7 separate regions of the Mus musculus genome follow, and all the other regions are linked to region 2. The links are chromatin contacts, called in public ChIA-PET, Hi-C, HiChIP or PLAC-seq and promoter capture Hi-C maps. All regions are on one chromosome and are shown on one strand. The core of a region is the stretch at or near the end of the contact, and the rest is flanking DNA. Distances in the headings are between cores, read along the strand shown.

What was found. A called contact is a pair of places that touch in the nucleus more often than the background predicts. ChIA-PET counts read pairs in DNA pulled down with a chosen protein or histone mark. HiChIP or PLAC-seq counts read pairs in DNA pulled down with a chosen protein or histone mark. Capture Hi-C pulls out chosen DNA fragments and counts their contacts.
Region 1: a contact with region 2 is called in an RNA polymerase II ChIA-PET map of memory CD8 T cells, with 39 read pairs. The contact joins the enhancer-like site here to the promoter of Lgalsl in region 2. A contact is called at or near these places in 13 of 39 promoter capture datasets (the 3T3-L1 cell line, 3T3-L1-derived adipocytes, the C10 cell line and 7 more), 6 of 115 datasets of contacts at active chromatin or transcription factors (bone marrow-derived macrophages, embryonic stem cells, forebrain and 2 more) and 1 of 9 other capture datasets (pancreatic islet).
Region 3: a contact with region 2 is called in an RNA polymerase II ChIA-PET map of memory CD8 T cells, with 6 read pairs. The contact joins the enhancer-like site here to the promoter of Lgalsl in region 2. A contact is called at or near these places in 6 of 39 promoter capture datasets (embryonic stem cells, hippocampal neurons, liver and 2 more), 1 of 484 Hi-C or Micro-C datasets (bone marrow-derived macrophages), 2 of 115 datasets of contacts at active chromatin or transcription factors (memory CD8 T cells and stem cell-derived neural progenitor cells) and 2 of 9 other capture datasets (adipose tissue and pancreatic islet).
Region 4: a Hi-C map of liver shows a contact between it and region 2, with 2.4 times the contacts expected there. The contact joins the enhancer-like site here to the promoter of Lgalsl in region 2. A contact is called at or near these places in 3 of 39 promoter capture datasets (the C10 cell line, the HPC-7 cell line and liver), 1 of 484 Hi-C or Micro-C datasets (liver) and 3 of 115 datasets of contacts at active chromatin or transcription factors (bone marrow-derived macrophages, embryonic midbrain and stem cell-derived neural progenitor cells).
Region 5: a contact with region 2 is called in a promoter capture Hi-C map of adipose tissue, with 5 times the contacts expected there. The contact joins the promoter of Vps54 here to the promoter of Lgalsl in region 2. A contact is called at or near these places in 6 of 39 promoter capture datasets (3T3-L1-derived adipocytes, cranial neural crest, frontonasal cranial neural crest and 3 more), 4 of 484 Hi-C or Micro-C datasets (bone marrow-derived macrophages, embryonic stem cells and nephron progenitors), 8 of 115 datasets of contacts at active chromatin or transcription factors (bone marrow-derived macrophages, effector CD8 T cells, embryonic forebrain and 5 more) and 2 of 9 other capture datasets (adipose tissue and liver).
Region 6: an HNF4G HiChIP or PLAC-seq map of pancreatic cancer cells shows a contact between it and region 2. The contact joins the promoter of Slc1a4 here to the promoter of Lgalsl in region 2. A contact is called at or near these places in 1 of 39 promoter capture datasets (the HPC-7 cell line), 1 of 484 Hi-C or Micro-C datasets (embryonic stem cells), 2 of 115 datasets of contacts at active chromatin or transcription factors (forebrain and pancreatic cancer cells) and 1 of 9 other capture datasets (liver).
Region 7: an H3K4me3 HiChIP or PLAC-seq map of forebrain shows a contact between it and region 2, with 4 times the contacts expected there. The contact joins the enhancer-like site here to the promoter of Lgalsl in region 2. A contact is called at or near these places in 7 of 39 promoter capture datasets (the 3T3-L1 cell line, the C10 cell line, the HPC-7 cell line and 4 more), 6 of 484 Hi-C or Micro-C datasets (embryonic stem cells, forebrain, ganglionic eminence and 3 more), 8 of 115 datasets of contacts at active chromatin or transcription factors (bone marrow-derived macrophages, embryonic forebrain, embryonic midbrain and 3 more) and 1 of 9 other capture datasets (liver).

Annotation. Positions count from the first base shown.
Region 1 is chr11:21,302,133-21,306,067 of GRCm38.p6, forward strand. It overlaps Vps54 (VPS54 GARP complex subunit), which reads left to right. Exons shown (of 23, transcript NM_139061.5): 13 at 3,519-3,648. Among named protein-coding and RNA genes, the nearest start is that of Mir1933, 41 kb to the right of the region's middle. Within about 2 kb of position 1,694, at least 17 of the 459 cell types and tissues checked have an H3K27ac peak or open chromatin away from gene starts, as enhancers often do. A contact at or near this core is called in memory CD8 T cells, where this site is marked.
Region 2 is chr11:20,829,559-20,833,411 of GRCm38.p6, forward strand. Lgalsl (lectin, galactoside binding-like) reads right to left here and starts at 1,550. Exons shown (of 5, transcript NM_173752.4): 1 at 1,416-1,550; 2 at 718-789; 3 at 480-568. The coding sequence starts at 1,451.
Region 3 is chr11:21,330,892-21,334,477 of GRCm38.p6, forward strand. It overlaps Ugp2 (UDP-glucose pyrophosphorylase 2), which reads right to left. Exons shown (of 10, transcript NM_139297.6): 4 at 2,734-2,919; 5 at 1,525-1,658; 6 at 1-240. Among named protein-coding and RNA genes, the nearest start is that of Mir1933, 12 kb to the right of the region's middle. Within about 2 kb of position 2,255, at least 16 of the 459 cell types and tissues checked have an H3K27ac peak or open chromatin away from gene starts, as enhancers often do. A contact at or near this core is called in memory CD8 T cells, where this site is marked.
Region 4 is chr11:20,394,512-20,397,940 of GRCm38.p6, forward strand. No RefSeq gene overlaps it. Among named protein-coding and RNA genes, the nearest start is that of Gm39605, 16 kb to the left of the region's middle. Within about 2 kb of position 1,745, at least 55 of the 459 cell types and tissues checked have an H3K27ac peak or open chromatin away from gene starts, as enhancers often do. A contact at or near this core is called in liver, where this site is marked.
Region 5 is chr11:21,237,259-21,241,157 of GRCm38.p6, forward strand. Vps54 (VPS54 GARP complex subunit) reads left to right here and starts at 1,774. Exons shown (of 23, transcript NM_139061.5): 1 at 1,774-2,113.
Region 6 is chr11:20,331,049-20,334,864 of GRCm38.p6, forward strand. Slc1a4 (solute carrier family 1 (glutamate/neutral amino acid transporter), member 4) reads right to left here and starts at 1,665. Exons shown (of 8, transcript NM_018861.3): 1 at 898-1,665. The coding sequence starts at 1,424. It also overlaps the pseudogene Gm12033.
Region 7 is chr11:20,444,588-20,448,336 of GRCm38.p6, forward strand. It overlaps the pseudogene Gm12034. Among named protein-coding and RNA genes, the nearest start is that of Gm39606, 6.6 kb to the right of the region's middle. Within about 2 kb of position 1,509, at least 35 of the 459 cell types and tissues checked have an H3K27ac peak or open chromatin away from gene starts, as enhancers often do. A contact at or near this core is called in bone marrow-derived macrophages and forebrain, where this site is marked.

The DNA.
Region 1 (3,935 bases), core at 444-2,943, 470 kb after region 2:
TGGTTCTTATGCATACTATGCACTGTTAAATCCTTAGCTTTTAAATGCTTGTCAATATTTTTGTTGTACACGCTACAAACAAATGTTGGAAAATATATATGCACATATAGACACCAGGAATGGAGACGGACACATGCACACGTGTGTGTGCGCGCGCACACAATCACTGAATATAATGGGCTTACATTTTAGTTGAGTGCACAGCCAAAAAGGACAGCCAACACATGAGAATGCAGGAGAATTTGTTGCCTGTAGGCAAGAGATCAATTTTAAAAGATGGCATTCTCTTAAATGGGGGGAAAAAAAGGTAAGGAATTTATATAGAAAGTCTATACGTATTCATATGGGAATAAACCGTGGGGCAGGCACATTTCTGAGCATATTCACTGTAAAATACACATAACTGGGCATTCTCAGTTAAGGTTATAATTCAAGAGGAAAAGACTGCAGAAGGGAAGGCCCTGGACACACCAGTCTGCCCTGTAAAAGCAGAAGCGGGAAGGTTCTCTGGGTTTTTAGCCTCATGTGCATTTGCTCATTACTTAGAGTCCTGTCAGGAAGAGTTCCATTGCCTCACATCTTCATTCACTCCCCTCACTCTCCCCATTTGGTAGTCTTGTACATGTTGGCTGCTCGGAGTCTAGGTTGCAACTGTAGGAGTTTTAGTTTTGTCCTGGTTATTGGTAGGAGAACACCTTTCCGTGTACTTACTGTCCCTTTTGATAGCTTCTCCTGGCAAGTGTATAAAGAGGGTCTTTGCCTGTCTGCCCCCCCCTCCCTCCCTCTTCCTTTCTTAGTGATTTGCTGGAGTTGCTTGTGTAAGCACATGTCTGCTCTCCAACCATATTGCAAAATCATCTACCACTTTGTGAATTCCTACTTCATTCTCTAGTTAAGGTCTTTTTGGTTAAAAAAGGCTATTAATTTTAAATATGTCCCTTTGACAATTAGATTGACAGTTTCTCTGTAATTGTTTTGTATCATGCAAGATTTTCTTCCTTTTTTTCCTCCTATACCTAGATAATCCTTTAGCTCATTTAGCTAAAATGCCATCTTCCTTACTGTTCTGTATGTAGTACCACTGTTGCTATAAACCAGATACTCAGAGAAGTGTGTAGTCATTACAGTTCATTCCTTCGTTCGTTTGTTCTTTCTTTTTTTTTTTTTTTGTTTTTTTGTTTTTTTGAGACAGGGTTTCTCTGTGTGGCCCTGCCTGTCCTGGAACTCACTCTATAGACCAGACTGGTCTCGAACTCAGAAATCTCCTGCCTCTGCCTCCCGAGTGCTGGGATTAAAGGCGCCACCACCATGCCCGGCTATCATTACGTTTCTTATTCTGTGATAAAGCACCATGTTCACTGCAGTAGGAGAGAGTTGACCTGGCATGAGGGAGGCCCTAGCTTCACTCTCCATCTTGCTCTTGTTTTTTAGGAACATGGTCTAGAATTTGTACTTTTTACTGTCACTTCCACAGCAGAGGCTAGGATGTGACATATGACTCGCTCTGTAAAAGAGCTTGAGAACTAGAGTCTTTAGTTAGTTGTCTGTCTGTCAGTTAAAGATACTTGTGCAGCTAAAGCCGTTACTGTGGCAGGGGAGAGAAGTATTGAAAGCAGCTAGCAGCTTGCTGTGACATTTGACAGTCTTAAGCCTGCATCACAGTTGTTTATGTGGGTTTATTTCCTGTCCTCATTGTCTGTCACTTTAGAATCTTCTCTGGCATTCCTTCATTGCATGTTACCACAGGATGAAACATAGGCACTGTCTATGGTTCTGCTTATGTTCAGCTTATACACCAGTGCCTGAAAGCTTGCCACTCAACTCGGAGGTGACAGGGAAGTTAAAAGCAATTAAACTCAAAGAGCTTTTCTAAGGAAAAATTACAGCTAATTAAACAAGATCTAAGAACATTCACACTTTTGGTTAGGCCACTGCAGTATTTAAAAACTTTTTATTTACTGTTTTCTGTTTATGTCTTTGTGAGTTAGTAGCATATGGCTAAGGGTTCTAAATTCATTAGTGATTCTGTTACATGGCAAATTTTTAGTAATCCTTTAGAAAATAAGACCTCATTTCAGTAGGAAATTTGAACATCTAAATGAGCATTTTTTGGTTGGAATTGGCATTAGTACCAGACTGTTTTTATATAAATAAGTGTTTTGAGCATTGGAGAGGAAACTCAAGTCAGCAAAAAGAGTTTTACATCTGAACACAGGTCATACGTTGGATGTGGAGGTGTGCTCTTGAGATCGAAGTGCTGAACAGGCAGAGGCATGGAAATGACTAGCCAACTTGCCTAGCCAACTTGCCTAGCCTACTTGCTGAGCTAGTGTGAGGCTCTGTGTCATAAACGAGGTAAATGGTCCCTGAGGAAGGAAACCAAAGGTTGCGTTCTGGCTCCATTTGTACCCACTACATCTGTCCCGTCCCCCTAATCCCTGAAATTATGGAACAGAGGAAGTTTAATGAATTAGAGACCAATTCTAGATTTTGGTCTTTCTCTCTTACTATTGCAGCTGTGGGTTGATCATTTAAACTACTGAGGGCCACAGTCTACCTGACTCAGTAAAATTATACAAGACTGTTTTGAGAATACCTTAAGACTATTAACCCTGCTGTTATTCTAAGACACTAGTAAATAGGTTTAGCGATATAATTTTGAGGGATAATAAACTTTCTTCAATATCATAACCCAGTAATATAAATCAGAGCCTGCTAATAATAACTTTGAAAATTGTCTTATTCCATCGAAAGGGCTATAAATGACACAGGCACTTAACTTGGCTTATTATGATGCTAAAGAATTGTTGGCATAGAATAAGTGGCATTTATTTATTTATTTTATTTTATTTAGACAGGGTTTCTCAGTATAGCCCTGGCTGTCCTGGAACTTGCTTTGTATGCTAGGATGTCTTTGAACTCAGAGATCTGCCTACCTCTGCCTATTGAGTGCTGGGATTAAAGGTGCATGCTACCACTGCCAAGCTCTGTGGTCTTTATGCTTCTTGAATGGAAATATTTAGAAATAGAAAAATCTTGCATTTCCCCTCAAAATATAAACACAACTGTTTAATACAGCTTCCTTAAGGGCTCTGTCTTTCCAGTGCTAAGCACTAAGTTCAGTAAGTCCTCTGCCACTAAGTAACTTACACTCACAGGAAGAAAGAACCTACTTGCTATGAATGTCCTCCCTCCTCACTGGCCATCCCAGCTTGTTCCTCTCAGGGCATCACAGAGCTGCTCCTGCACAGCTGCCACCTCACCTCAGAACACATCTCTTCTGCTGTAATGGCTGCAGACTGCAGCTGCAGGGTGAGCTAAGTGGTAGGACTAGTACAGTAAAAAAGTTAGGCCTCTGAAATGTTACCTTGAGCACCATTAAAACTTATTAAAATGGACAATAGCTAGCCCAGAATTTTTTCCACAAATGTGAATTCTCTATCTTTGTCCTCCTCTTTGATACATCACATATGGAGAATACTGTGTTTCCTGATTAAATCTCATTGTCTCATCTTCAGAGTCAGTGAAGACATGAGGTTAACTGACTTGGAGCTAGGAAAACTAGCAAGTAACATCCAGGAGTTACTGTGTAATGCTTCAGATGTATGCCATGATCGAGCTGTCAAATTTCTCATGTCAAGAGCAAAGGTATTTTATTTTCATATAGTCTTGGAGATTCTTCTGTATATACAAAGTGTTACTTTAGAGATCTAAGTTATATGTAACTGTACCTATGTTCTGTCACAGTCTTATCCATCTTAACACTTGGAAAATTGATGGTATTATTGCTGTGGTCTTCTAAGGAGCTACTAAGATGTCAAATAATTAGAAAATAGAAATAGAAAATTATAAAACTATCCTTTTCCAATTATTTGTTTATTTAAAAGACTTAAAAATATAGCACCATAATAATTAATTTAAATCTAATATGCTGG
Region 2 (3,853 bases), core at 300-2,799:
GTTTAAACACAGACACTAAGGATTACACTCAAACCAATAGATTTTGTTACCTAAAGTAGGCTCTGGTGAAAACTCCAGTGGAACTGAAAATAATTACAACTGAAGACTTCAAATGCCTCAGGCCACCCTTGCATTAATCCATCTCAGAGTTCTCAAAAACAGCCACAGAACTTGACAAGGGAAACATCTTGTAAGTTTGGTTCTTATTTATTCTAACAGGTTTGGTTACGACTACCGTGTTTCAAAACCATAAAAAAAGAAGTCTTTTGGCCTTCTCAAGGGTCAAAGATTAACTGTAGGCCTATTTTTATCATCACTGATATAAATAGCTATCTGCAGAGATGATGGCTAGGATTGATACACATTCTTTTCATGGGAACATGGTACTTTCTTGGCACTCCTAACTAGTGACACTGTGCAAGTAGGGTAAGGGGAGGAGGCAGCCGCGGGACTCAGCAATGGCAGGGCTCTGCCCTTACCTTTCGGGGTTGAGATCTACGATGCCCATCACTAATACCTTCTTGCCTGGTCTCATGCCACCTTTAATGTGCCCACAAAATGGAACTATCTGCAAAGGAAGAGGGGAGAGACAGGATGTTTATGGGCTGTTAGAGACGAGCCAAACCCTCAGCCCTGAGAATCAGACCCATTAGAAAGCAAGGAAATGCACCAGAGGGGAAAAGGATAAAGGCAGAGACACGGAGCACATTGATTTACCAGTCGTGGGAAGTACACGTCGGCTTGAACTGGAGAACCCAAGGAGTTGTTTAAGTGCCCATCATCAAGTTTCTAAAAATAGAAGCACACAGATTGGCTTTCCACAGACCCTTGTTTATTAGGGAGTGAATGGAAGGATGAGGAATCAACACAAATCTGTAGTGATCCAGCAGCCCTCCACAGACACACATACATATGATGCCTCTTTATAGCCCATTAAATAACCGCGAAACAAAACCCGGCCTTTCCATCCGGTCTAAGCCTCTGATGATCCCCAGGCTCTTGAGACCGGATCAAATTCAAGGTCGCGGCCCACCCGGGAAGCAAAGCCCGTGTAGGTGGGCGGCAGGCCCCTCTCCAAGCACAAACGCTCCCGGAGTCTCTGCCCCCTGGCCTGTCCTCGGGGACGTGGCTGGAGTGCAGCGGCAGCGCTCGGCTTCTCTCCGGAGCCCCCGGCGCGGGACCGTTTCCAAAGGGGTAAATCCCGGACGCCGGGACCGCGGCCCCACACTAACCCACGTGCACGCACACGCGCCCAGCGCGCACCTGGCCGGCGCCCTCCTGCCCCGCGCCCGGGGCCCCCCGAGCTCGCACCCCGCGGCGGCTGACAGGTACCGCGCTTCCCGCGGCACCGCGGGTCCGTAGTCCTTGCCCCGGCCCTCTGAGCTACCCGCCTCGCGGGAGGCCGCTGCACTCACCACCACGGCGTCGCTGTCGGCCACCGACCCCGCCATGTTCCTGCAGCGAGCGCCGGGGACGCGGCGGCGGGCGCGGGTCCGAGCCGGGCGCGCGCACACACGGGCGCGCGTGCACGCCCCAGGCTGGCGCGGCCGCAGGCCCGGGAGGGGGAAGGGAGGCGGGCGGCGCGGAGATCGCGGCGGCGAGGGGATGACGGTGGCGAGGGCCGCAGTGCGTTGGCCTGGGGTGGCATTTAAAGGCGGCAGGGCTCGGCTCGGGAACCGAGAACCGGGAACAGGGCGGGGACGGGGCCCGGGAGCCGCGGCTTGCTAAGCGTGCCCTGCCCTACGGCCATTGGACCACGGCTGAAGGCCGGAGGGCGGTGGCCTGTCGGCGGGAAGGTGGGTGGGGCTGGGGAAAGGGGTGAAGGGAGGGCCCAGGTGGGCCAGGTGACAGGTGCTGGGGACACTCCTGGTCGGTACCCTACTCACTCACCTCCTTCCGCATCCTGGGGGACTGTGGGGGTGGATCAGGAGTGAGGTCGAGAGAAGGTGGAGGACTCCAAAGAGGAAGACCTGGTATGGCTTCTTTCAGAGAATTCCAACCTAGTGGGAGGAAAGATAGTTGCACTGTTTGGAGGAGAAGGAGAATGGAGGTCCAAGGCTTGTACATATTTGACCCTAAATAAAGAAGCAGCCAGGACTCTAGGGGGACAGTTTGCTGAGCGCCGACCAACCCTCTGTTCCCAGGGAAGCGCAGGCTAGTGTCGGGGTCCCGGAAGCATTCTTCAGCAGGTGCCCGGCCAAGCCGCAACTTGAAGTGGACACAGTTTCTGTCCTTAGCTATTTTACGTCACTTGCTTAGTTTGGGGTAATGGAGTCTCCAGTCCTTCTTTGTGTAATACTTCCTAGGGAATACACTCCTCTTTCACGCTAAGGCTCAGACTCCTGTAATGGTATCCTGACACTAGCATAATTATGTAACTTCTCAGATAAGGCTGTATCAACATACTCTCTATTAGGTGACATACTCGGCTTGCCCAATGCACTGTGTGAATCACCACACTAATAAGCAAGGAGCTTGAGCAAGTGAGCTGCTACAGTCCCAGAGGGGCCCTTTGGGGGACCTGGCGTCTCTGCAGCTTTTGTGTCCCTTTATGGACCAGTGCTAATCATGGTAATCTCTGTGGGACAGGGAACATGCCTGTAATCCACAGTCGGAGCCTTTGTGGAAGTGGTTCTCAGAATTAGAGACTGAAGAGTTGTCATTGTGGCTCCCATTTTGCTCCTGTTTACTCATCTGAGCTTGAGAATCACACCTATTAATTATTCTAACATACTAGGCAATTACAAGAAACTTGATATTTTAAAGTCATACTTTGATTCTCTGAATTTCTAAGAGTCAGCATAGGGAAAAAATCATTGAATTATTTGCTATTAGCTAAGCGTGGTACAATATATCATGGTTATTATAAAGGGCTGGTGTCTTGGGTCCAAATTTAGTTTCTTATTACTGATAGTAGCGTGCCTTAATTTCTTCATCAGACATGATAATAATTACTACGATGATCCTATCTTGAATTACTGTGAAGATTAATAAATTGGTTCACACACCTTCCCCAGAAGAACACTCAGCACATTCTAAGCAACAGTTTTGAGTGTCTGCTGTTGACCAAGAGCTGAGAATTAGCAGGGGCATTGCTGAAATTACATTGTAGCGAGGAGAGGCAGACATAAGCAAACTTGCAAGTATATAGGTAGTAAGACAGAAAAATAAGGCGGGGAGGAGGAGAGTGCAGGATGATGCTATTAAAGTAGGGTAGTCTGGGAAAGTGACATTGAGAATTCTGAAGGAGGGAGGGAGAAAGGGAGGGAGGAAGGGAGGGACAAAGGGAGGGCTGGCTCAACCTCCAGAAGAGGTTGCTGGCTCAGGAACTGTAAAGATAAAGTTTGCAAGATGGGACCTGTAGATTAATGCTGGACATGTGGAGCAGAAGTGAAGGCTGAGGTCTTGGAGACACCTTTTACTTGAAGGGAACAGAAAGACACTGGAAGTTTCTGAGCCAGGGAGAGGAGGTTTGGTTTTGGAGGTTCTGGGGAGCAAACCCATGGCCTTGTATGTGCAGGGCAAGCATACTGGCACTGAGTCACATCATGGACCTGTACTCTCTGATGTTGACGCATCCCTGTAGCTGATGTAACAAGGGCCAGAGAACAGGCAGCATGTAGCCAGGGCAGGAGGACAGGAGGAGGGGGCTCAGGTTCTGTGTACCTGCATCTGTGCTCACAGATTTCTGACATTGTGAGGAGACCATTGCCTGCAGCTGGGCCACCACCCTGCCCAATTGCTCTAAGAACTGGGACTCAACAAAGATTTGCAAAATATCCCACTGCTGAGGTTTGTTATCCCATGATGCTGATTCCCTCAGACTCCCACTGGGAAGGGAAGCCACAGCCCA
Region 3 (3,586 bases), core at 1,005-3,504, 500 kb after region 2:
TTGGGTGGGTTCATCAGGTGATTAAGAATATAAAGATCCACTGTGGCACCCAGATTATCTATGTTAGACACAAAAATATACTCTTTGCCTTCTTCTATAAAGGTATCGAGCAAGCCAGAATTGTAGAAACTAGCATAGATATCTCCATGCCCTGGAGGGTACCAAGCTTCAGTATTTTCCCCTGAATAAGACACATCCTTTGCTATAGGAAGTAGAGATTCCTTATTGATCCTCGGGTACCTGTAAAAACAAAACAAGAATGTTATTACACTGGTTCTGTAGCATACCCTAATCCTTCAAGTAAAACAATACACTAAAATTAAATAAGGGCTGGAGAGACAGATCAGTGGTTAGGAGCATGTTCAGTGTCCAGTATCCACATCAAATGGCTCACAAGCTCTGTAAACCCAGTTTCAGGGCGTTTGACACCCTCCCCTAGCTTCCTTGGGCTCCTGCACTAATGTGCACATACCTACACATAGATAATACACAGATACACATAACTAACAAGAAAACAAAATATTTTTAAAATATTAAATAAGTCATCCCTCTGTTTCAGAGGTTGTCCATAGAGATTAGATATTAAATAAAACATCCCTCTATTTCAAAAACTGTCATTATTATTAAACACAACAACCTGTCTTCTAGATAGTCATTCAGGAGAAGGTTCCTGTGGCCATGCAGAAGAGAATACACTTCATATTTTAACATTGTTTTTTACAGCTCTCTAGGAGGAAAGACTCGGTAAGTCAACGGTTTTTAAACCTCTCTGGTGTGGGATGTTTCTTGTGCCTGAGACTCTACCTGAGGAGACCTGCCCACTCTTAGATGCATTTGGGATGCTTCCCTCCATTTTGCATGCATGTCTGTGCATGGGTGAGAGTTGACAAAGTAAAGGGAAGCAGGAAAGAGCTCATACGCACACAGACAGCCTTCTAGGAGTCAGGCAACAAACACTATGATGCTGGAGTGGGGGCAAATTTTAAAATACCAACAAACTAATGATCCAACTTTAGATATACCATTTCCAACAATTTCCAAAAAGTTTCTGTAGGCTGCTGTCTACCCCTAAATAGAAAGCCTGTTCCCCAAGTCACCCGAATTCCTTTCTACTCACTACCCCCCACCCACCCCAGAGTAGATGCTTCTCTCCAAAGCTTACTTAATTTCCACAGAGCTATCTATTCAGGGTGAAGAACCTTCCTCCCATAGGAAAGGCTTTCAGTACTGTGGTTTGCAGGAAGTCATCTACCTAACCAGAGACCTTAACATGCAAAGGCTTTTTATAAACTGTCCTGAAATATTTGGGACTTAGAATAAGATCTCAAGCAGATTCTCTGAGGAGTAGAAATTATAAAACCAAAGTTTATAACCATCACCTATTGATAAGCCTGTATTTAGCTTTAAGGACATCAGTTCTTGCATGACTTGACCTTGGGCTGCAATGAGGAACCATGTTTGCACCAAAGAATGGAACTCCGTGGAGCCACAATCCCACCAGCTAATTATTTTTATTTCTGGTACCTGCTTTGATTGAAGGTGTAGATTTTCACACGACAGTGATTGTACTTCTGGAGTATTTTTTTGGTATCTTCATCCGTGTTAAAAGAATTCATTAAAACGAGAGGAACATCTGTATTATAGGTTTTGTTCAAATGCTAAAGAGGAGAACGACAATCAGGTCATCCAGACTCACATTCTCTGACTTAATACATAAAACCACTCTTGAATGGTTAATCATAAAACGTTTAAAACCTGACCTCTAGTGCTCTCTGGATTTATATTTACATATATATACATACATTTTACATGGCTATGTAGCTAAGCAATTTATCATGAACTCATTCGGTAAACCATGACCCTTTGAAAGAGAGCCACTGTCTTCATTTCATGGCTAACTTAGCTGAGGCGCAGATTCAGTTGCCCAGGGCAATCCCTACTGGAGCTGAGCATGTAGTCAGCAGTCCTCTATGGCCTAAAGGTAGACAAGTGCTGGCTATGCATCTGCTCTTGTCTTCCAGCTCTGTGGAGATGAGGATACAAAGTTACAAAGTCACGGTTTCCTCTTCTCAGGCATTTCAAACTCAGCAGTAGCACTTCAATCTTCTCAGTTTCTCAAAAGAGCTAAGGCAATAAGTCGGAGAAGATGGCGCTTAGCTTTCAGTTTTGGTTTTACTTTATTACTTAGAGCTTATTGCCCATCCTCATGCATAAAATGGGGAGAGCAGTACTTGTGAATTGCTGAGAGGAACAAATGAGTCATTTTGGGGAAGGCACTTAGAAAACCTGGTACACAGTAAATGCTGGATACATGTTAGCTGCCACTGCTGCTATTATGATTGGTAGCTGTCAGCACCACATCAGGCAAAGGAAGAAGACATGCAAAAGACATGGGACCTCTGTCCCATGAGGTCGACAATTGATAACTTTGTCAAAGAAGGAAGCCAAGAACAGTTCTTAGCATCCATGCCGTCCAACCAGACGAGGATGAGAACACCCTCTACAGCCTCTCAAAACGGATTAAGCCAGAAAAGCGCAGGGTCAGGAAGGCTGCAGTACAAAGTATTTACAGAGGGCTGAGCTTCTGCATCTTAAGAATACGTCCTTACAGTGTCCCAACCCCACACACTAACACGGAAACAAAATCGCAATCTGTTAACTAGCACTAGCACTTTATAATGTAAACACTAAATCTACTTTCGTATCTTATGTGAAAGGTTACATGCTACTCACTTCAATTTGCTGAACAGTTAGATCCAAAAAGGTGTTCTCATTTCTTACACCAATCAGACTTTTAGGGCCTTTGCAGCCCATGCTGGTTCCCAAACCACCATTGAGTTTCACTACCACCAACTTGTTCAACACAGAAGATATGTTATCAGGCAAGCCTCTGGCTTTTATCTTTTCATAGGGTTGAATCTGAAAGAAAATATTAAATTAGAGATGGCAACTTCATAGCTTTGCAAGATAAAGCAAATCAATCTCAAGGTTACGTCTATGATCCCTTAAAACTTTTGGTCTCTCAAATATAAAGTCCCAACAAGTCCACACAGGCAGCTTCCCTTGCAGAGTTGTAGCTCAGTGGCTACTTAACTACAGTGGAAGTACAGTGCACAAACACTGGTCTGACTGGTATGAATGTCTAAATCTTGAATTACCTTAAGAAACTATTTCCAATTTTAATCAAAATATCAACTTGGTCAAGTCTACGTAGTTCAGGTGCATTATATTCTACTTCAATTCTGGAGAATAATATATATTAATTATACATTATTTCTCCTACATGGGAGGCAAAAAGCAACATGCACTTGTGTTTGTCGTCTTCAGTTGTAAGATGACCCTTGAGAGGCAAGCGGCACAGGCTTGCAGTCACAATTCTAGGTATGCACAGCACAGCTCCTTCCTCAAAAACGTAAGTGTAGGGTGTCATTTTATAAAACCTTGCACTGGAAAATTATACATCCTCGTTCTAAGAAACGCCCTGAGAAGGGAGCAGTGTGAAGGCTGGAGCTGGGGAAGCCAACCCTACCTCCTGTCTAGCACCCTAAGTCTGTGAGCAGAGTGCCCTAGTCCTGAATTTGTCCTT
Region 4 (3,429 bases), core at 495-2,994, 430 kb before region 2:
CAGATAAGGATGAAATAGAGAAGATTTAATATTTTGTAAGATAGGCGGGGCCGCCAGCCACCATAACTCCTGGGCGGGACTATGGAGCATAAATAAATTTTATGCCTCAGTCTAGTTTTTTTTTTTTTTTAATATTATTTAAAGGGGAGAAAATGTAACCTCCTTCAGCCTAGATAGGCTGGTTCAGACTGTATGCCACTGAGGCAGGGCCACCTGCTGTGCTGCTTCTCATCACTCTCCTTTGATGTTACACTGCCTGCCACCTGCCCTGAGGCTGAACCAGTTCTCCAAGATTTTCTGGAGTTAGCTGCAAACTGTGAATTTGGCAAGTTTCTGCTAAAAGGCTGTTCTGACAACTTCACATCTCTACATCAAGAAACTTGGTGTGACTGGGGATGGGCTTCCCTCTTTATAAGCGCAGATTTTATTATTAAACATTTGAACCTTGAGCAGACTAGCTTGTCTTGGTTCCATTATTTCTCTACCCACCTAGATTCCCTCTTCTTTTTCAGCTCCGGTTGCCTCCCAGGCTTGAACCTGGACATGAGAGACACAGGCCGGCCCCAACATTAAAGGTCACATTCTGTGGACTTCTGACATTTTTGAAAACCAACCATCTATGTGAAGTAATCTAGACTGTTGTCTGTTAACTACTCTCAGCCATTTCTAATTAAAATAACTGGAAATACCCTAACAATAAACTCAATGACTAATATTCCCTACCTACTTCTGAACCTTTATCTCAGGTTAGTTGAATTCAAATCAATACGTTGGGTGCCATTTGTGTTGTGGTAAATCTCCAACCCAAATACGCCCCGGCAATGAAAACACAACACAGATAATATGATTATATGCTGGGTGCCTAGATTGGGCAGATCTATACACTACCCTCTTCCACATCTATGAGACCCCTTAGAACTTGCAGTTTCTCCAGCCATGTGCTTCTGCTCCACTTTTCTTCTTCTTCCTCTTCCTCCTCCTCCTCCTCTGCATCCTCTCCCTCTTCCATTTTTTCCTTCTTCTCCCTCCCTGTTCCTCTCCACCTTTCCTTTATCTGCCCAATCATCAGCTCTCCTTTATTTTACAAATTAAGGTGGGAAGCAGGTTTACAGGAAATCACCTGAGTGCTGACTCATTCCTTGTTTGCAGCCCCTCACAGGAGAATGGAATTAACATCAAATATAATTAGCCCCAGGACTATCCACAACATGTAGCCACAGAAGGAGCCAGAAAGTAAATGGCTTCTTTATAAAGGGAAGAAAATAAGGGGACAGGTTCCACTTAGGGTCTCATGCTGTGTTTATAATCTAAGTCTGAGGTGAGGTCCCCGCCCTCCCAGGTGAGGCTGAGGCTTACCTCATGAGGCTGAGCTACCCACCATCTAACCAGTATTGATGCTACATAGAGAGTCAAAGGATGCCCTGGCCTGGAAAAATTGACCTGGTTTAAATATTGGCAGGAATGAGCTGGGATCTCACTGAGGCTGCCTTCCCTTGAGTTACCCATGACCTGGCGGGTGATAAAGGTCTTGCGAGTGCTTTGTGTGGCTTCCGTGCACGTAGCAGGCAGGACCAATATTTGCTTTCTGATCCCGAAAGTGAGGCGCTGCTGGGACTTTCTGATGCTGCTCAGTCAGCATCTGCTGCGAAATACCCACAAGAAGGTTCTGGGCTCTGGGCCCTGGGCCCTGGTGAGCACTCACTGGCTGAAGCTTGGATGCTCTGTGTTCTTTCCGGAAACACACACATACACACACAAGAGCAGTTGGGACGTTGGGACAGCGCTGGCTTTGTAACTAGGCACTGCAGCCAGATCACAGAGGCAGCCGCCACTTGAAAGGTTTCGAGAACAAAATCAATACAGGCCCTGCTAGCCAAGATCCCACACCAAGCTTCAGCTGTTTGTTGGCACTGACATGGAAATAGTGGAAGCCCGGGCTCGAGCTGCCTCTGGGGGAAGGGCCAGCTGCCGGTAGCACCTGTGTGGTAGCCCCTCAGCAGAGCCCCAAGAATGGAATCTTAGCTCTCAGACTGAGCTCAATGACCTGAAGAGGTCTTATCTCTCAGACTGAGGCCTGGAGAGGAACTAACAGAAAAGCACACCCAGGCTTGCTTCCTACAGTGCAGATGAAGTGTCACAGGTGTGCATATGAAGTTACTGATCTGCAACCCAAGTGGGGAAGGTCATGTGACCTGCCCAAGGTCACCCACTTGGTAAAGTCAAAAGTCAGATTCCAACCCACGCTGCCCTCTTACAGAGCTCAGTGTCTTTCCACGTGGCCACACCGCCTACTCTCTGGAGCATGGTTTACAGTATCACAGCAAAGTAAGCACACCCTATCGTCCCAAAATACAGACTTAAAACACTCTGCCGGAAAGGTGTGTGACACTCACTTGGAATCCTAACTACTTGAGAAGCTGAGGCAGGAGCATTAAAGGTTTAAGGCCTGCCTGAGCAATTCAGTGAGACTCTATCTCAAAATAGAAATGAGAAAGCGGACACAGGGACGGTTTAGTTGGCAGAGGACTTGCCTAGCATGTGTGAGACCTTTAGTTCATTTACTAGTGCTGCAAACTATAAAATAAGGTAATTGCTTTATTGGTCCAATTTCCTTTCTCACCTTGGAAAGCTGCCATTGGCTCTGTGTCCTGGCTACAGTCCCTACGGAGGCTTTTCAAGCTTCCCCACAATTCACAGATCATCTGAGACCCTCAAGTCTGGGGTGAGTTTGCCCCTCATTTCTTCTAGCAGAATGACCATGACCCCTAGGGAGAACCTAAGAAGACAGGGAGACAGCTACAAGGTGAAGCTTTCCCTTCACAGTTGCCACCTGAATGACTGAAACCCAGTCTAATTGCTTCTGAGACCCTGGTCTCAGGGATAACAGGATCGTTGTGTGTCCTTGAAAATAGAGGGCTGGTTTTAAATTCCTTGGCATTGTACATTGGCAATTAAATCATACTTCTCCATGTTTTTGACGACTGTAGAAAAGAGGCAGCTGCAGATCTTAGGAATAATATAGTCTTGTTTCTGGGAAAATAAAATACATGTATACATTCATGTATCACGTTAGAAAATAGCCTGAAGGAGCACTCCACACTGCCGGCAGAGAGTTCCAAGGCAGCTCAAAGCACCAAGCTGTGCCTGTGGAAAAGCCTTCACATTTACCTCTCCTTCCTATACTATTTGATGTTTCTGTAACAATGTGAAGTGATTTTATGTGTCTTTATTTACACAGAGTAAAGTTCAGTCTCTTTGGTGCCTGGTTCTACATGTTTTGACAAATGTGTAGAGAGATTGTGTGCTCACCACCAAATCAGGAGGAAGACCATAACCAACTGTCTTGTCTTGCTTACCTGTATTCTATTTTCCCCAGAAACAAGACTACATTATCCCTATGGATACGCAGCTGCCCCTTCCCAGAAACAA
Region 5 (3,899 bases), core at 524-3,023, 410 kb after region 2:
GTTGACTCTTTGCTCTGACTTCCCTCAGTGACACTATGACCTCGGAGTTGAGAGAAGAAATAAACCCTTTTCTCTTCAAGTTGTTTTTGGTCTTGGTGTTTTACCACAGCAATGGAGAAGCAAACTAGAACATGTATTTATTATTTGTTGGATGTATTCTTACCCTCTTTATTGTAGAGTTTTTTTTTTTTTTTTCCTCTTTTCTTTTTGAGATAGTCTCACATTACCCAGGCAGGCCTTGAGTGTCCCATGTGGACTCTGAGGGTGGCTTTGAACTCCTGATCCTCAAGTCTCTACTCCAAAATGCTGGGATTACAGGACTGCTCCATTGTGCCTGGCTCCATTGTAAAGAGTTGAATTCAGAAAAATATAGCGCAGGACTTTTCTTTTGGCTAATCTTTTGTGTTTTCCTTTCTCTGTGTCCTTTCTGTCCTTCAACCATACCTTTTTTTTTTTTTCTTGTTTTTTTTTTTTTTTTTTTTTTTTAGACAGGGCTTCTCTGTGTAGCCCTGGCTGCCCTGGAACTCTGTAGACCAGGCTGGCCAGGCTGGCCTCAAAACTCAGAAATCTGCCTGCCTCTGCCTCCCAAGTGCTAGGATTAAAGGCATGCGCCACCACTGCCTGACCAACCATACCTTTTTGGTGAGTAAATTAACAAAAGCTGTTAGCAATTTTCAATGACTTACTAAGACCAAGACTTGCATCAGTTTCTTTTTCCAGTTAACTACTGAGTTACATTTTCACTTTTGCTTTGTAAAACAGACTTTTGAAATGCATGAAACTTATTTGTAGGCTAAACAGTTCCAAAATGGAATAAAATCTTCATAAAGTTAAGAAAGACCCTCAAGTAATTAAGACTTTTTTTCTTATTTTTCCAGACCTTGGTGGCTCTGAGTCTCAAGACTCCTGAATCAACCAAAGGTGATTGGAGACTTATAAACATATTGTAGTCTAAGACACCCTATCTTGCAGATGGTAATTTTACTAGTAAGATCACAATTCTCTCTGAACTCAGCCTAATTGGAAATGCTGTTAGGAATCACAAATAGATTTTAATAATAAGCACACACACCCAAGTTTTTCAGATTTTTAAAGGGCAGGGACAACTGACTTATGCGCCTGAGAAATGTGACAGGTGATTGGAAGCCAGGAACTGGGGGGACAGGGTAGCCTCAAAAGGCCTTAAGTGCTGGAGGCCAGTGGGGTATCTGGAGTTGACCTTTCACCTTTGAAAGGCATTAATTTTGGAGACGGAGCCATGTTTGTTTACTATGAGGGGCTGAGGGAGTCAGGGCAGGCGGAAGCTAGGGCTTTAGTGGGTGTAAGCGGCCGGGAGTCAGTTGGTCTGGGGGGCGAGGGGTCCGCTCCCGCCCGCTCGCCAGGGAAGGCGGAAGGCAACGCTCGGCTTCTTTGGACAACCTGGGCGGGGGGGGGGAACCGTGCGAGCTGGAGCGCAGATCCGAGACGACTCCTGCCTTTACGAGGACGACAGGGGGAGGCACGGGGCAGCCACGCGGGGTCGTCCCCGCTCTGGGGTCGCTAGCTCTGCGGCGGCCGCGCCAGGCCCTGTCGGAGCTGCGCGGCGACTCCCGGTCTGGCCGCGGCCCTCCCGCCCCGGCGACGCCGCGGTGGATTGTGGGCTGGGGGCTGCGGCGGCCTGGCGGCGGCGGCGGCCTGCTGCACGCTCTCCGCGGACCCAGCCGCGCCGGGCCGGTGGCGTGAGGCGGGCGGCGGCGTGGGGAGCTGAGGCGCCGGGGGCGGTGGTCGCGGCGCGGCGGCGGCTCCCCTGGAGGCCGGGGATGTGGGAGAGGCGGCGGCAGCAGCGGCGGAGGCGGCGCTGCGGACCCGGGGGAGACTGCTGGCTGACAGGACACCCGGGCGAGACGTGAGGGGCCCGCCGCGGCCGCTCTGCCCCCGAGCGGCGCTGGGCTCGAGAGGGCGGCCCTGTGCTCCCGGGCCCGCCGGCCAGCAGGCGCGGGGCGGAGGCGGGAACCGGGCTCGGACCCGGCGCGCAGGGCGGCGGCGGCCGCGGAGCAGCAGTCTCGGCGCGACGTGGAGGGATGGAGGCGGCGGTGCACTAGGCCTCGTCTGGGGCTGCCGCCCGGGACCGCAGGTAGGTGCCGGGCCCGCGCTTCGCGGCCACCCTCCCCCGACCCGGTGACCGGCGGGGCGGCGGGACCCCACCCCCTCCGTCTCCTCGGGGCTTGGAGCTGACAGAGTTTCGGAGCCGGTGACCGAGCCGAAGCTTCATCCTCCCCGCCACCACCACTTCCTTCTCGGCACTCCCAGGATCCGGGCCGGCAGCTGTGCCCCAGCCCCGGCCGGCGTCCGCAGGTGCCGCCCCAGTCCCCTCGCCCCTCTCCGGAATCCGGGACCAGCAACTTCCATCAGTCCTTGTAGACGCGGAGCCCAAACTTTCCCTGTCTCCTTTCAGCCAGGCCTGAACCCCTCTTGGAGCCTTCTAGAATAAAAACACCGCCCCCCCACCCCCCCGCCCGAGAATACTAAACCAAAGAAGAACTCGGCATTGTGCAGTTTTGCATTGTAGTTTAAATTATTTTATTTCTTTCAGTTTTGCTAACTGCTGTCTGCAGGGATACAAAGACAGGCCTTCCCTGTTCCCTGTGGGTTGTCTGGGAACTTTTGCCTGACCATTATAATTAGCTACTTGGCCTGTCCGTGTATGGCTTAGGGTGACTTTTTTTTTTTTTTTTTTAAAGAATTTTGGCCTATTAGAGTTACAAAGTGTTTCTTAAAATACCTTTTTAACCAAGTTTGGTTTTTGGTCCTTATAGAGACGTCTTTTACTTTCGAAGAATTAAATTGGGCTACTTCTGTTTTCTAATTGATTTAATTTCGGGTTCTCAAACTCAGGTCAGTCTTAATACATGTTCAGCGGGCAGGGGATATTATGATACGCTGTTTGTGGTATATGGAGAAGAAGGTGATAACTTATGCTGCAGGTCTTGATGGGCATTGAGTTTTATAAATGGGAGCTCTAATTGGAAAACTATTTGACTCCCTAGCAGTTTGGCTGGAACAGATGTAATGATAGGATATGTCTGACTGTATGTAGTACAGTGAGTTGGGTTTCCTAGAAGTGGGTATTGGTGCTCTACACTAATTATCATTAGGTAAAATTGGTCACTTTGTACTTGATAGTTGTAGTTTAGGATGTTAGATGCTAACTTTTGTATTGTCTTTTGGCTAGTTTTAAACTGTGTTCTGGCAACCTTAGAACTGTTACTATAAGTACCAGTCTGTTCACAGTAAAACTGTACACACTATCCGTGTGTTGTTGTTGACACTCATATAATTTGTTCTTGTGGTATTGCTGCTACAGCATTTGGCTTTCTAAAATGTTTTTCATTGTTTTCAAAATTATAACTGGCAAAGTTATCTAGAGTTTACTAGGAACAGAGGATTAAATTTGCATGTATTTGTGTTCTGGAAAAGCTAAATTATATTTCTGAATAAGAATTTTTATTACAATTAGATCTTATATAAACCATGAAAGGACAATTTGCAGAACCTATTCTTAATTAACTATTAACTTTTTTCCCCTACTCTTTTTAAAAACAGCTTTGTGGAGTTAACATACTGTAAAGTTCACCCATTTTAACCCAGTGGTATTTTGGTTTTACCTTGTTAAGTAAGCTCTGCTGAAGTTTTAATCCAATGCCTTGTGACTGTAAGAAAGGGACTCTCCACCAGCGATGACCAGTGCAGTTGGTTGTATTTCCTATGTGATCATCCCCATATATTATTGTGAACACCCTCTTCTCAACCCTTCTCTTCTCCTAATTTTTTGCCTCACCCCTACTGTTCTCCATGAAGCGTTAATCTACTTTTTAAATTTATTTACTTAATGTGAGTCTTTCACATAAATGATGTGAAAT
Region 6 (3,816 bases), core at 415-2,914, 500 kb before region 2:
CCCAGAGTTCTCTGGTTTTCACCACCTCAGCAATGAGGAGCTTTGCCCAATGACTCAAGACAAAATATACCACTAAGGCTCAGAAAGCTGGAAGGCAAGCCAGCTGGACTCCTCGTTCAGACGAACCTGGTTACATTAGTAAACGCCTGCAGACTAATGTTTTCCCATCTGTGAACTTTGGATTAGTTCAAATGGAGAGGTGAAGCTTTGAAAACTACACTCTATCATCCCAGGGGATGAAATACAACTCCTGAGTGGAGAAAAAAAAAAAAAAAAAAAAAAAAAAAACAAGCAAAGAAAGGTGTGTGTATCTCAACTCTCTGGATCTCCCCGCTTTCTACAAAGAAATAACGCTAGGCCCCATGATCCTGACCAAGAACGTCCACAACCTGTCCTAAGCCTGAGAGGCAGTCACGTAGCTGGGCAACGGGCTCCACATAACTAACTCCAGTTTTATTATTCTTGGACACATCCATAATTCTGCTGAAAATTGCCAACTTCCTTCCAGACCAAAGGCTGAATCAGAGAAAACCTCAGACTACAAGCTGGATAGCTCCTCTGGTGAAAGTCACTCAATGTCCTGGAAGCTTTGGGGTGATGTAGGGGAGAAAACAGGAACAATTAAAAAAACGAAACAAAACAAACAAACAAAACTGAGAGAGCCCAGTGTAAGGAGTAAAGCACAACTGAGAAGGTATACACTTAACATCCCACCTAACGGAAAATCGGTTCCAGCAAAAAGCTGTGGCCTCCAGTCTTTAAAGGTGTGGCCAGCACGTAGCCCAGACGTAAATATGAAATTTAGTGTTAAGGGCCAACAGTAACTGAATTAACTCTAGGTGATATGAGTGCACGTGGCGTCTCCCGCCGTGCCTTTGGCGGGGTGGAGAGCAGTACCTGAGTAAATCGAGGAAAGAGTCCACTGTCTCTTTGGAGACCGGAGGAGGCCCTGAGTTCTCCAGCCCCAGGCTGCTGGACTGGAGGGTCTGCGCGCCCGCCCCTGGCTTGATGATGAACGCCAGAGCAACGGCGAGAGCCGAGGCGCTCAGCGTGGTGAGGCCGAAGTAAGCAACAGCGATGCCACCCAGACGCCCGAGGGAGCTGGCATCCAGGGAGGCGGCTCCCGACACCAGGCTGCAAACCACCAGCGGCAGGATGATCATGCGCAGCATGCGGAGCAGCATCTCGCCCGGGAAGGCCAGGTAAGTGATCTGGGTGCGGGTGAGCTGCAGCCCCCTCAGCGCCGCGCCCATGCCGGCACCCACCAACACTCCCGACACGGTGAGCAGCACCAGCGCGTGGCGCCGAAAAAAGCTAGCACAGCGCTGCGATTTGCCCATCGCCGTCTCGGGCGTTCGGGGCCCGGCCGCAGGCTCTGCCTGGGTGCCGTCGAGGTAGCCGTTGGTCTCGCCGCTCTTCTCCATGTCGTTGCCCACCGCTCTAAGCGGTAACACTCAAGGAACTTGGAGAAAAGACCGGTTTCGAATGAATGGATCAGGCGGAGACAGTGGCCTGTGCCAGCTGCGGCTTCCGAGCTCTGTGAGTCCCTACAGGAACACTTTTCAGAAAGATAAAAGAGAGACGTGGGTTGTGGGTTGGAGCCCAGGCAGAGCAGACCGCGCCGCGCCCAGCCTTCTTTCAGAGCCGCTGCAGGCTGGAGATGATGCAACGCAGGAGGCACGCTGGAGGCTGCAGCCTAGGAAGGAGGGCGGGGCTTGAGCTCGCCCCGCCCATGTAGGCGCACCTCCGATGTTACGACCAATTAGAACCCTGAATATCCGTTCCCCACCTCCCTGACGTTTCCCAGGTCCCGCCCTTCTCCCACCCTCCGGGAGGCACAGCAAAGAGAGTGAGAGACAGGCAGGCTGGGCTCTCCCGACGGGGCGTGAGGCCATCGGCCAATCCTGTCTCCTGGCAGCTTTCAGTCCTACTGTCCAGGCCTCGGGGAGAGAGGGAGGGGAGCGTCTGGAACGCCTCGGCAGTTCTTCTCCTCAGCTGGTGGAGGAGGGGAGCCCTCGGAGGTTGGTGCCCGCCCTCCGCTAGGGAGTCCGGAACGACCCAACCTCCATCCTGCGGGAAATCCTTTCTTCTAAGGGCTCTGTAGGCTTTCCTGGTACAGAGACAAAGGAGTGGGTGGATGGGGGAAAGTCTCATTGCGTGCACGTACAAGACTCTAGCAGAGCTTTACCCTTAGGTGACCAGCGAGTCCGGGTGGCACTATGCACAGTGCCAAGGGTGAGCCACTGCGTGCACTAGCGCCCTCTGGGGCGAGTCCATTGGACTCTGGGGAGAAGCCTGGTGTGTGCAGGCTGAAGACGTAAAACTCTCCCAGAGAAACAGAGCTCTAACGCCACCACTTTCGGTGGCGTGTCTGCCATGTAACTTAAGCTGAAACACAAGCGGGATTTTAACCACCCCCTTCCGGGTCTCCAGACTTGGCACGCCAACAGTTCAGTCAAGTGTTTGGCCAGTCTGAAAGATGGTTCAATGGATTTTTTAAAAATGCCATTTATTTACTATCTTCCCGGGCCACAGCAGATAAAAAGGGAAACCTTGGCAGTCGTTTATTGTGTTATTTATTTATTTATTTATTTATTTTTCCCTATTCTGCTTTTGAAAAGAACTACCTCCCCAGACCTCCAAGAAAGCCCTAGTTAGGTGTAGCTGAGTTAAAGAGGAAGACAATGTGAAGTAAAGTAATTTTGAAGTATACCATAACAGAAACCTGTGCAAATCAATATGTCCTGTCGAGGTGTAAAACGTCCAATTGTTGAGACAGCAAAGAGTTCCTTACATGAAGCCATTTAGCTGTCATGTACAGCTTGTTGAAATAGGAGCTTATTGGTGGGAGGGAGGTGTGTTCATTAGATGAGGACCTATACATATTTTTATCTTGTTTCCCAGAACATGGTTTACCTCTCTGTGCAAGGATGGATGATTCCTACAGACCCATGTTCCTCATTTCCAGGTAGCTCTGCCTCCTTTTTCCTAAGCTGCTGCTTTTATGCAAAAGACTGAAGTCATGTTCCAGAAGTGGGTTTCCAATTGCCTGCTTTACAGCTCCACCCAGACATTCTGCAGCATCTCAGCTCAGCATATTCCGAATCAGATTTGTGATTGTCTCCTCCAGCCTGTTACTGCTATCATTATGATCTGCCTCTGTGAACCTTCATGTTTAAGTTTTCTCTAGTCTGATCTGTTGTTAAGCCCCATGACTCATGTTGAAATGTCCTTTCTCTCCTCTACTTCCACTAGCCATGCTGTTGACTGCATGCTAGTGCTTGACAAATTCTTCCTTTGTGGCCCAAGCAGGCCTTGAACTCAGAATCTCCCCTGCCTCTATGTAGAGATTTGGTTTGTTGCTATGTATTGTAATGCTAAATACTGGCCCTTGTTGCCTAGGGGACTAGAAGATCCTCACAGTACATCAACGTGATACTATGTAACCTTGCCCCTCAAGTTATCCCTGATTGGTCAATAAAGATGCAGACAGCCTATAGCTGGGCAGAAGAGAGGCAGGTGAGGTTTCAGTTCCTGGGCTTGGGGTCTGAGGCAGGACCATGAGAGGGAGGAAAGAAGGTGGAGAGAGGAGACACCAGGGGATAGGTAAATCATGAAAACATGGCCATAAAGGCTAGCCAGTTCAAGTAAGAGCAGCCTAGGCAGAACGTGGCAAGTTATATCTCGGGGTCATTGATAGGGAAGTAGGCAAAATAGCTTAGAGGGGCGACATCTGCCCAGCTCTAGTGCTTTAAAGGCTTCTTTTTTTTTTTTTTTTTTTTTTTGGGTGCAGCGAACTTTATTGATGGTATTCAA
Region 7 (3,749 bases), core at 259-2,758, 390 kb before region 2:
TCCATTTCACTCAGCGGAGATCACCAAAGAGCCCCAAACATAAATGTTTACCATGACCCTTTCCAGGGACACCTTACTTTCACGGAAGCACATTGTTACACATTCGATTTTCTTAGTAGCCCTGGTTGCTAACCACTCAGTGTGTTTAACTTGTTAATTTGTAAATTAAACTTTGTCCTGAGGATATATGCATAAAGAAAAGAACACAGCTTATATAATTGGGAATTGTAAGTGTTCTTGCTCAGTTCGAAGGGCACCCTGAAACACAGAAGTCCAGGAACCACCCCGCTCTGAGGGGAGGCCTCCTCAGCAGAGGCCTCGCAGTCCGGGGAGGGTATCCCCAGCTGAGCTGAGGAGCCCGGAGTCAGGAGCCTCAGCCCCGCTCCACCTCTTCAGTTCCTCCCATCTTTGTTGCTTCTTGGACTCTTCTGATGAGAGAGTCCCATCAGGCAGCAAATCTCATATTAAAAAAAAAAAAAAAAAAGATTTCTTACAGGGTCCAGGGCATGGAGGGATGAGTCCAGCAGGGAATTGAACAAAGGGCAGGGCTTTCCTAATGGAAGGGCGGGGGGGGGGGGGGGGGGGAGGCACCGTTTTCGCCACAGGATTTCTTAGGGGGCGGGGCTTTTCAGGGCAGAGATTTCCAGATCGAGAACTGGTTGGATTTCAAGTGCTGAGCTTTGGGATTGGTGGGTTTTGTGGAAAGCTCAGGGATCCGCGGTTTTCTTTTGACCCCCTTTTCCCTGTATCAGGCTCATGGGTGGGGATGGGAAGTCCTTCCCGGCCACAGGCCGATTTGGCTGAGGTGCTATCACTGCTAACCTCCTTGGGGAGGCTGCAGAGAAGGTGTTGCCACTGTAGACAGCTCCAGAGGTGGTATTTCACAAAGGCTGTAGGCTGAGGAGATACACTGCTTTGATAGGTGCCACCATTATGACAGATGCTGTCGTTTTGACAGCTGTGGTGGTATCTTATGGTGGCCTCAGGCTGGAGCCGCTGCTTTAACAGCTCTCCTGCTGCTCGGGGGTTACAGGGATCTCAAAATATATCGCTTTCTCTTTCCCCTGTTTTCTCCTCCCCATCTTTCCCTTTCCCTGCTCTGGTGACTGAACCCAGGGCTTTCAGCACACTAGGCAAACCCTCTGTCTCACTGTCACATGCCCTAGTCAAAGGCAAGACTCCTAACCCAGCTAAAGGGCAGGTTCAGAGCCAGGAACGATCGGTAATTAACTACGAAGAGATAAATATGCAGAAAAATATTATCATTCACCCTCACCTAGAAGAGGCCATCGGGCTGGGTGCGATCAACATCCAGCTACTTGAGGGGAAAAAGACTAGGGGCATGTGACAGTGAGACAGAGGATTTGCCTAGTGTGCTGAAAGCCCTGGACTTTCACCAGCGCGGGGAAAGAGGGAAAGATGGGGAGGAGAAAACAGGGGAAAGAGAGAGCGATATATTTTGAGATCCCATGTATGGGGGCTACCTGCCACCAGGGGGCAGATGAGGGCTGGTCCTGGAGATCGGCCACTGGAAGAGGGAGAGGAGATGTCTGTACCTCCTCTCCCCTCAGTGTGTGCTGGAAGATAGCAGTTACAGGCATCTCTTACCTCGTGTGCAGGCCTGCCCTGTCAAGAACTTCAAAACCAGAGGTCCTCAGAGGGCAGGCGCTGTGGTCTGGACGCTGGCTTTTCCAGCTGTGGAAGCTAGCTCATTCTCACAGGTGAGTGAGTTCCTCGCCAGTAGAGATCAGAGGAAATGAGACAACGTTGCTCAGGAACCCTTTATACCAGTGTTCTCAGCCTTCCTAAGACTGTGGCCCTTTCCGCGTTCGCACCAAGACCGTGAAGAAGGCTGCCCGGATCATCATCGAGAAGTACTACACGCGTCTGGGTAATGACTTCCACACCAACAAGCGCGTGTGCGAGGAGATCGCCATTATCCCCAGCAAGAAGCTTCGGAACGAGATAGCCGGATACGTCACGCATCTGATGAAGCGGATTCAGAGAGGTCCTGTGAGAGGCATCTCTATTAAGTTGCAGGAAGGAGAGAGAGAGAGGAGAGATAATTACGTTCCTGAGGTCTCAGCCCTAGATCAGGAGATCATTGAGGTGGATCCCGACACCAAGGAGATGCTGAAGCTTCTGGACTTTGGCAGTCTCTCTAACCTTCAGGTCACTCAGCCTACAGTTGGCATGAATTTCAAAACACGTGGAGCTGTTTAATCTGTTATGCCATATTTTCAATAAACCTGAAAACAAGAAAAAAAAAAAGACTGTGGCCCTTTAATACAGTTCCTCACGTTGTGGTGACCCCAACCATAAAATTGTTTTTATTGCTACTTCATAACTGTAATTTTTCTACTGTTATGAATCATAATGTAAATATCTGTGTCTTAGGCAGTTCCTATGAAAGTTTGACCCCCAGGGGGTCACGACCCATGGTTAAGAACCACTATCTTATACTCAAACATCACCCAGAAGAACCTCCAAGAGGATTTTTCTGTCTATGTGGGTTGTACCTCTGAACATTTACCAATTTAGGAGTGAAAACTAAGAATCTAGAAGATGGTTACTTCTTATAATAATAAAACCACTACACGTGGGTTTATTTAGAAAAATATAGTTTGTGAAACAAAAAAAAATGTTAAGTATGGTACTATTTTACATTTCTGCCATTTATTTGTTTGTTTGTTTGTTTTTACTGTTTAGCTCAATGAAAGACAGATGGAGTCTCCTGTTTGCTTCTGCATTTGTGTCTGCTGTAATATCGACTGCATTTCCCAAAGCACTTAGCTTTCTTCCCATAAGGGGAACACAAGAGTGGAGAGAGTAAGTGCATCTTTTTATGAAATAGTTTTGACCTCACACACCTTTGCCCCTTTTTCTATTAAGTGGATTGTAAAGGGCACCCAGTATTATTTCTGGATAAGAACTGAAATGCTGTTTTATATGGGAAAGGGGTACAATTAGTGGAGACTTAGGACCAAGGGCTGAGAGCCAGCCTGCCCTGAAGTTTAACCACCATGAGAAATGTAGCCTACATAGCCGGGGTGCTAGATAGCAGGGTAGGGAGTAGACTCGGGGGTGCAGGTCAAGGACGGGTCCTTGTACACTGTGAGTGCGGGAATACTTTCAGAGTCTTGAGCAGCAGCTGCTGCACATGAGGAGAATAAGTCCTTTGGGCAAGTTTTGTTTGTATGTATGATCCAGCTAATTTGCTGTGTTCATTTTAGTTTGTCACTCTAAACCAAACACCATGAAGGAGAAAGCATTTATTTTGGCTCACAGTTTCAGAGGGTTCAGTCCATAGTCCTTGGCTTTGCTGATTCTAGCTTGTCATAAGACAGAACATCATGGTGACAGGAGGAGGAAGAGGAAAACACAGTTGGGGAAGGAGAAGAACAGAAGAGACCCTGAACCAGAGTAAGCCAACAGAAAGAATGCAATCTTCCTGTGACATCTTCTTCTACTGAGGCCCCACCTCCTAAAATTTCTATCACTTCACACGACAGCACCACCAACTAAAAACCACGCATTCAACGCATGAGCCTATAGGGAGTGTTTCAGGTGCAGTTCATAGTGGAACCCACTTGGGTTCTCATCAATCAAAAGTATTCTGAAATAGTGTCCCCCACCCGTCATCTCCCCATCCCAAGGTCCACTCAGTCTCTCTGTGCTGAACACACAGGTCAGCATTAAAAGGAAGTGTGTGCCAAGCATGGTGGTGCCGAGGGAGGACAAGAGGGCCC